Linked DNA regions of Mus musculus: region 1 is linked to region 2. A link is a contact called in public promoter capture Hi-C data. All regions are on one chromosome and are shown on one strand. The core of a region is the stretch at or near the end of the contact, and the rest is flanking DNA. Distances in the headings are between cores, read along the strand shown.

Evidence for each region. Promoter capture Hi-C pulls out the DNA fragments that hold promoters and counts their contacts.
Region 1: a contact with region 2 is called in a promoter capture Hi-C map of liver, with 2.7 times the contacts expected there. The contact joins two enhancer-like sites. A contact is called at or near these places in 9 of 39 promoter capture datasets (3T3-L1-derived adipocytes, the C10 cell line, the HPC-7 cell line and 5 more), 1 of 15 datasets of contacts at CTCF or cohesin (the NIH/3T3 cell line), 9 of 484 Hi-C or Micro-C datasets (the N1E-115 cell line, bone marrow-derived macrophages, embryonic stem cells and 2 more) and 1 of 115 datasets of contacts at active chromatin or transcription factors (CD8 T cells).

Annotation. Positions count from the first base shown.
Region 1 is chr10:99,554,357-99,557,288 of GRCm38.p6, reverse strand. No RefSeq gene overlaps it. Among named protein-coding and RNA genes, the nearest start is that of Gm20110, 53 kb to the left of the region's middle. Within about 2 kb of position 1,253, at least 36 of the 459 cell types and tissues checked have an H3K27ac peak or open chromatin away from gene starts, as enhancers often do. A contact at or near this core is called in the N1E-115 cell line and liver, where this site is marked.
Region 2 is chr10:99,439,818-99,442,748 of GRCm38.p6, reverse strand. No RefSeq gene overlaps it. Among named protein-coding and RNA genes, the nearest start is that of Gm34983, 18 kb to the left of the region's middle. Within about 2 kb of position 1,453, at least 73 of the 459 cell types and tissues checked have an H3K27ac peak or open chromatin away from gene starts, as enhancers often do. A contact at or near this core is called in the N1E-115 cell line and liver, where this site is marked.

The DNA.
Region 1 (2,932 bases), core at 4-2,503, 110 kb before region 2:
TTGCCTTGCCTTGCCTTGCCTTGCCTTGCCTTGCCTTGCCTTGCCTTGCCTTGCCTTGCCTTGCCTTGCCTTGCCTTGCCTTGCCTACGCAAGACCCTAGGTTTGATCTTCAAAAAGTCTCAGTGACTTAACATAATAAGGTTCTATTTCTTGTTGCCCCTCTTCTGTGTCTTTGAAGTCCTGACCATACAGCTCTAATACGGAGAAGGGAACACCTGAGAAAGCTTTGTAGACAGGACTGTGTATCACTCCCTTCTCATACTCAATCACACACACACACACACACACACACACACACACACACACACACACACACCAGACACAAGGCTGCATCTAACTTCAAAGAAGGCTGAGAGGAAGAAAATATAGTCTGCGCATGTGTCTCCAGCTGTGTGGAGAACAGAGAAACACCAAGCCAGTCGGGAAAGCCGTAGCCTGGGCTCACTTCCGACCTTGGTGATTTAATTTACTACACAAGCCTCGAGGTCAGAAGCTCACATCTGTGCTGCCGAGTTAGAATCTACTCTACATATGTATCCTCTTGAGCTTACATACCTTTGGGATCAATGACAAATGTCAGCTTTGATAGTAAAAGCACCAGTTCTGATACAAAATACAGAATCCTCCCGCAAACACTGAGGGATTTGATCACTGGATCGGACTAATAAGTAAAACAGGATAGGCATTAAAATGCTAAACACAGCTGTAATAACACTCAGCTCCAGGGCACTGTCATCGAGTGCTTTTGGGCAAACACAGAAACTCCAACCACCACCCCCCACCCCCGGGTTCACATAATGGAGAATAAAAGAAGAAATACAAAGAACGTATACACAAGGAATGAGACCACTGCATTTGGGGCTATGCTTGACTACCTGCCTTGAGAAGGACTAAGATGAATTCATAAGATTTGCCTGCCCTCAGTCAATAATTGTTAGAAAACTGTCAGGCCAAAGATGGATGACATCATGCAGGGCAAATGAAGATCATTTCCTCCTCCATTGATCGGCACTAGGGATTTGTTTATACCCCAGCTGCCTAGACCTTGTTGTAAGTAACCAGATACTGCAGGTTGGAGAGTGGCTTTCCATTTGCATCACTGGCTACAGAGGGAAGCCAACAGGAAACACGACTGTGATTCAGATAACATGTTTTAATTGAAATCAATACCAGCGCCAGCAAAGCTGCTTGGTACGGCAGTGCTATGCACCAATGGAATAGTTTCATGGTCGCTGCCAGTGACAACTGTTATCAAGAATGAACTAATAACTTCAACCGTGACTCACCCGTGCTTTCTAGGAGGAAGGGAAAAACTCACTGAACCGGTGAAAGTTTTCAATTAGGAAAAACAAATTTACCCTTTGAGGTTTCTATTACACTTTGGTCTTTGACTCAAGTTCAGTTTCAATTTGAGGTTCCATTAGCTGGAGCACCGTGTTCTTCTGATAACCTTCTGGACCCTTTCTGTTTCATTCACATTTCAGATTATACCGGGGTTAAAAACAAAAAAGAAAAAGGATAATTATGATAATTAGTAACTACTGAGCATTTTCTAGTTAGTGAAGCATATTTTAATCAAGGACGAGCAAAACCAGCGAAGCTTATTTGTAAAGAACCAAAATTGAAAACTCATTTCAGCTCTGTGGGCCAACCAGTGTTAATTGCTATTCCTTCATTCTGCTCTTGTTACTGAAAGGGGACACAAATAGTACATACTGAATAGATAGCTCTGTGTCTCGGTAAGCTTTGATTTATGAAAACCAAGTGCAGGTTAAATCTGGTCTGTAGGACCCTGTTGTATGTTCCATGTTTTACCACATAGCCCCGGCTAAGGAAGGTGCTACTATTCTTATTTTCCACATAAATTCATTCACTACAGGCTGTTAATATTGAGTTAAAATATATGGAATAGCAAAGTGTTCTCTATTACCAAAGAAGACCCCACCCCATGGTTCCTACTTGATCATGTTACTGCTCTGTCCAAGAACTAAATTAAAAAGGCCTATAAAAGAGCAAAAGATTAACCCAGGCCTTATCATTTATAAATGCAACCGCTTGTTTAAAGGGTTGCCCAACTCTACCCTCTTGTTGACCTAAACTTGAGTCAAATGATTCAGGATCCAAAGTATGTTAAAAAGTCAGATGACACTAAAATCAAATGCTTTTCAACTATGAAAAGTCCTGAAATAAAGTTTCTTTCTATGGCTCATGAAGCTTCTAAGTCACATGTAGGGCTAATAACTATGCCAAACGTGAAGGCTGTTTGAGAATTTGTTTTATTTCTGGCAAATAGCATGTTCATGAAATCCATGTTTGATTCCCACAAGACTAGGAAGCGTGTGTATTTCTCTAAGACACGGCACCTAACACAAGGAAGTTGTTTGTTTTTTGTTTGTTTGTTTGTTTGTTTGTTTGTTTGTTTGTTTTGGGGTTTTTTTTTAGAAATATGTGTGCCTTTCCTTATAGAATATGAGTGTAATAAATGTAACATATTACTGCTGCTTAAGCAGAGCCTCTAGTCGAATTCTCTAATAGAAAGGAAGATAAATACGAACAAGTATTTGATCTTTGTGCTATTGCTCATAATCAAATGAGAATTAAAACATGTTATAGCCATTCCAAGAAAGAAAGAGTTTAGACAGCAAAGCAAAGGTTTGAGCTCTAACCTATCAAAGCTCATTCTGGAATTCAGCAAGCAGGGACGTTAAGCGAAGGAGATCTCTGTCAATGGAACCTTGATGGGCACAGAGATCTGGGAAAGGGCAAGGAAGGCATCTACATAAATAGATGCTCCTAGATTTGATGAGAGCTTTGAGCAAGAGAGTCAGAATAATGACAGATAAAGTTGGAAAAACACATTAGGGAAAGAATAACTTGAGTCATCACAGGAAGGGCTTCAAGTAAAAACTAGTAAAAGGTCATCTATTTACAA
Region 2 (2,931 bases), core at 204-2,703:
TATATTTCTGTATACTAACTGCCCAAAAGGCCAACCTTCTAAAGAATCAGCGCTGAACACGAACAACAGTGAATACTCAACACCTGCTCCTTTAGTTAATAGTCCATAAAAAATGGTTTTATGATATTTTACACAAAATTATAGATGAGTCAGTCTATGTACTGACAATATTCATTAGCATAATACCCCACACCACACACATTACAATAGTAAATGCTTGCTTGAGAATAAGTTCACAGACAGCTTAAATGCAGAATCAGTAAGTAACCAGTTCCCTACTGTGTGCAAATTAATTCCCTACTTAATGCTCACAGCAATAGGAAAACACAGGAGCTTGGCCACTTTAGGAAGGGACTTTAAACCTAACTGGTGAAAGACATATGAATAAAATAGATCGCTGGGCCCCTAGGCACATCCTAAGGAAGATGCTAACAGAATAAAACTGGCAATTAGTGAACATTACACATTGTGTTCCATTCGTTCTGCGTGAAAATCAAACAGAAAAGCGCTCGAGAAGTCCATAGTGCAGTCCTCATTGTGACATGTCCTGAAAGGAACGTAAATCATTTTCTTTAACAGCACTGAGCTTGTTTGTTTTGTCGGATTGCCCACTCTAGTTCTTGAGAAATAATGACCACAGCTCCTCCAACGGCCTGCAGCGTTCTCTAAGGTTCCATGGGAGAGCTTTCCAGATGAGATTTAAACAAGCTGAGGTTTAAACACAACGTGGTAGCCAAGGCTGCCATTTTAACCTTTTAAATAATACTTTTTCGCTAGCATGCTATCACAATACTATCATAATGTTTAATAAACAAAACCTCAGCAGAGCTTTATGCTAGCTAGTGCTGGGTGCATTGACTTGGCATTTCCAACTTGACTCAGGTTTCAGTTGATCTCAGGAGGAAGATTTCTCCTACAGCCAGGGTACCCACAAGACAACAAGGTGATTGCTGAGACCTCCCATTCGCAAATACATCTCATGCTGATCACAATTTGTTTCATGATGTATAAAGAGACGAAAATAATACAAAAACAAATAAGATGATAAATACTCCATACAAATCATGTCCCAGCGGGTCTCATTTCACGTCTTCTGATTACAGCATTGGTTCGTTCGGTTTATCGGCTTTGTGATGAGTGAATTTGTTGAAACTGAACTCATGAAGTTACTTCTACTGCTAACATACCTTCTACCCGAATACAGCGTAGTGTTATGAGATATTTTTTGAAGGGAATTTCTGGACAACTAAATTCCACTGGGAAAGTTGTTCTGCGAAATCCTTTCTAGATCAACAAGATTATGCGTCTCTGAGAAAGGCTCCAGTCTACAACAGAAACACCGAACCATCCTAGGGTTTCTAGCCTATCGAGCACTCTTCACACCAGTAGGGCCACCAGCAGAGTCAGCCTAGGGTGCAGTATGGTCTTCCTCTTCCCACTGGGTTTTGCACAACACCTGCGAGTTAATCAGGATGTTTTGGGGTGTGCCTGCACTTCTCTGTCAACATCTCAGCTTTGGGCAGATGCCAGCCTGTAAGAGATTTTCATCTTGAGGCCGCTTCCTTTCTTGCAACACTGGTTGGACTGTTGCCAAAATCATCAAGCTACCGAGGGAACATCCCTTTTTACTTACTCCCATCCATTTCTGGATCAAAGAACCAGCCCTGAGTGCTACGACTGAAGATAGGCTTTTTTCCCCCACTCCTTCTTATTAATTACTCAACTAAAACAATCCTCACTAATCTCATTAGTCCCTTCTTTTTGACATGTTACTATCTCAGTACTGAGTTCATCTCAAGGATTTCTGCTTTGGTTTTGTTTGTTTGTTTTGCTTTTCGATTAAAGAAGAACGGAATGATTTAGGGCTACAATAATACTTATCATTCTATGAATATTCAGGTCTTTGTTTCTACATAGAAATAACAATGCAATTTCAATGCCTAATGACTATGGCAGTTTGTGTGTGTGTATGTGTGTGTGTGTGTGTGTGTGTGTTTGTGTGTGTGTGTGTGTGTGTGTGTGTGTGTGTGTGTATACCCACGGAGGCTAGAGATGGACATTGTAATTTTGCTACTCTTATGAATCATAATGTATATATGTGACATGCAGGGTATCTGATATGTGACCCCCATGAAAGGGTCATTAGACTCTAAAGGGGGTTGCAATCCATAGGTCAAGAACCTCTGTTTTACGCCATACTTTTGAAACAAGATCTCTCACCAATCTTGGGGCTCCATGATTTGGAACCCAAAAGTTCCAGGTCCCTTCCTCTTCCCATCCTAGTCGCTGGTTCCTGGCACTCTGATCACAGTCACAATCTATTTACCCAGCTTTATACGTGGGTGCCAGGAAGCTGAACTCAAGTTCTCATGCTTGCCAAGGCTAGCACTCTGCTAACTGGATTCTCCATTCCTCATTGCAGCATTTGTAAATATTAATCTCCACACATGCCGTGTATTTACTGACGCCAATGTAATGAAAATTGAAGCAACAGTGAGAATGGCCAAACCCCAACACACTGACAACTATAAATTGCTACAAAAGTGTGGACCACAAGAACTCATTTATTGTTGGGACAATACAAAATAGTACCATCATGGTAGAAGACAGTTTGGCAGCTTCGTGCAAAACACAAACTGTATGATACACCAGTCACTCTTTGGTGCTCAGTAAATGGAGTTGAAAACGTGTGTTCATGCAGGAACCTGAGTATGAATGTTCCACACTCAGTGGAACAAAGCTTAGATGCAGTCCCTCATCAGTGAATAGATAAATTCTGATACATAGAGTGGGGATTTACTCAGTTGTTTTAAAAAAAAAATGAGCCAATACCAAGCTTAGAATGCAGTTCAGTGGGAGAGTTCTTGCCTAGCATATCGAAGGCTTAGGTTCCGCTTCCTAAGGCTACAAAAACAAAACACTGGAAAAAAA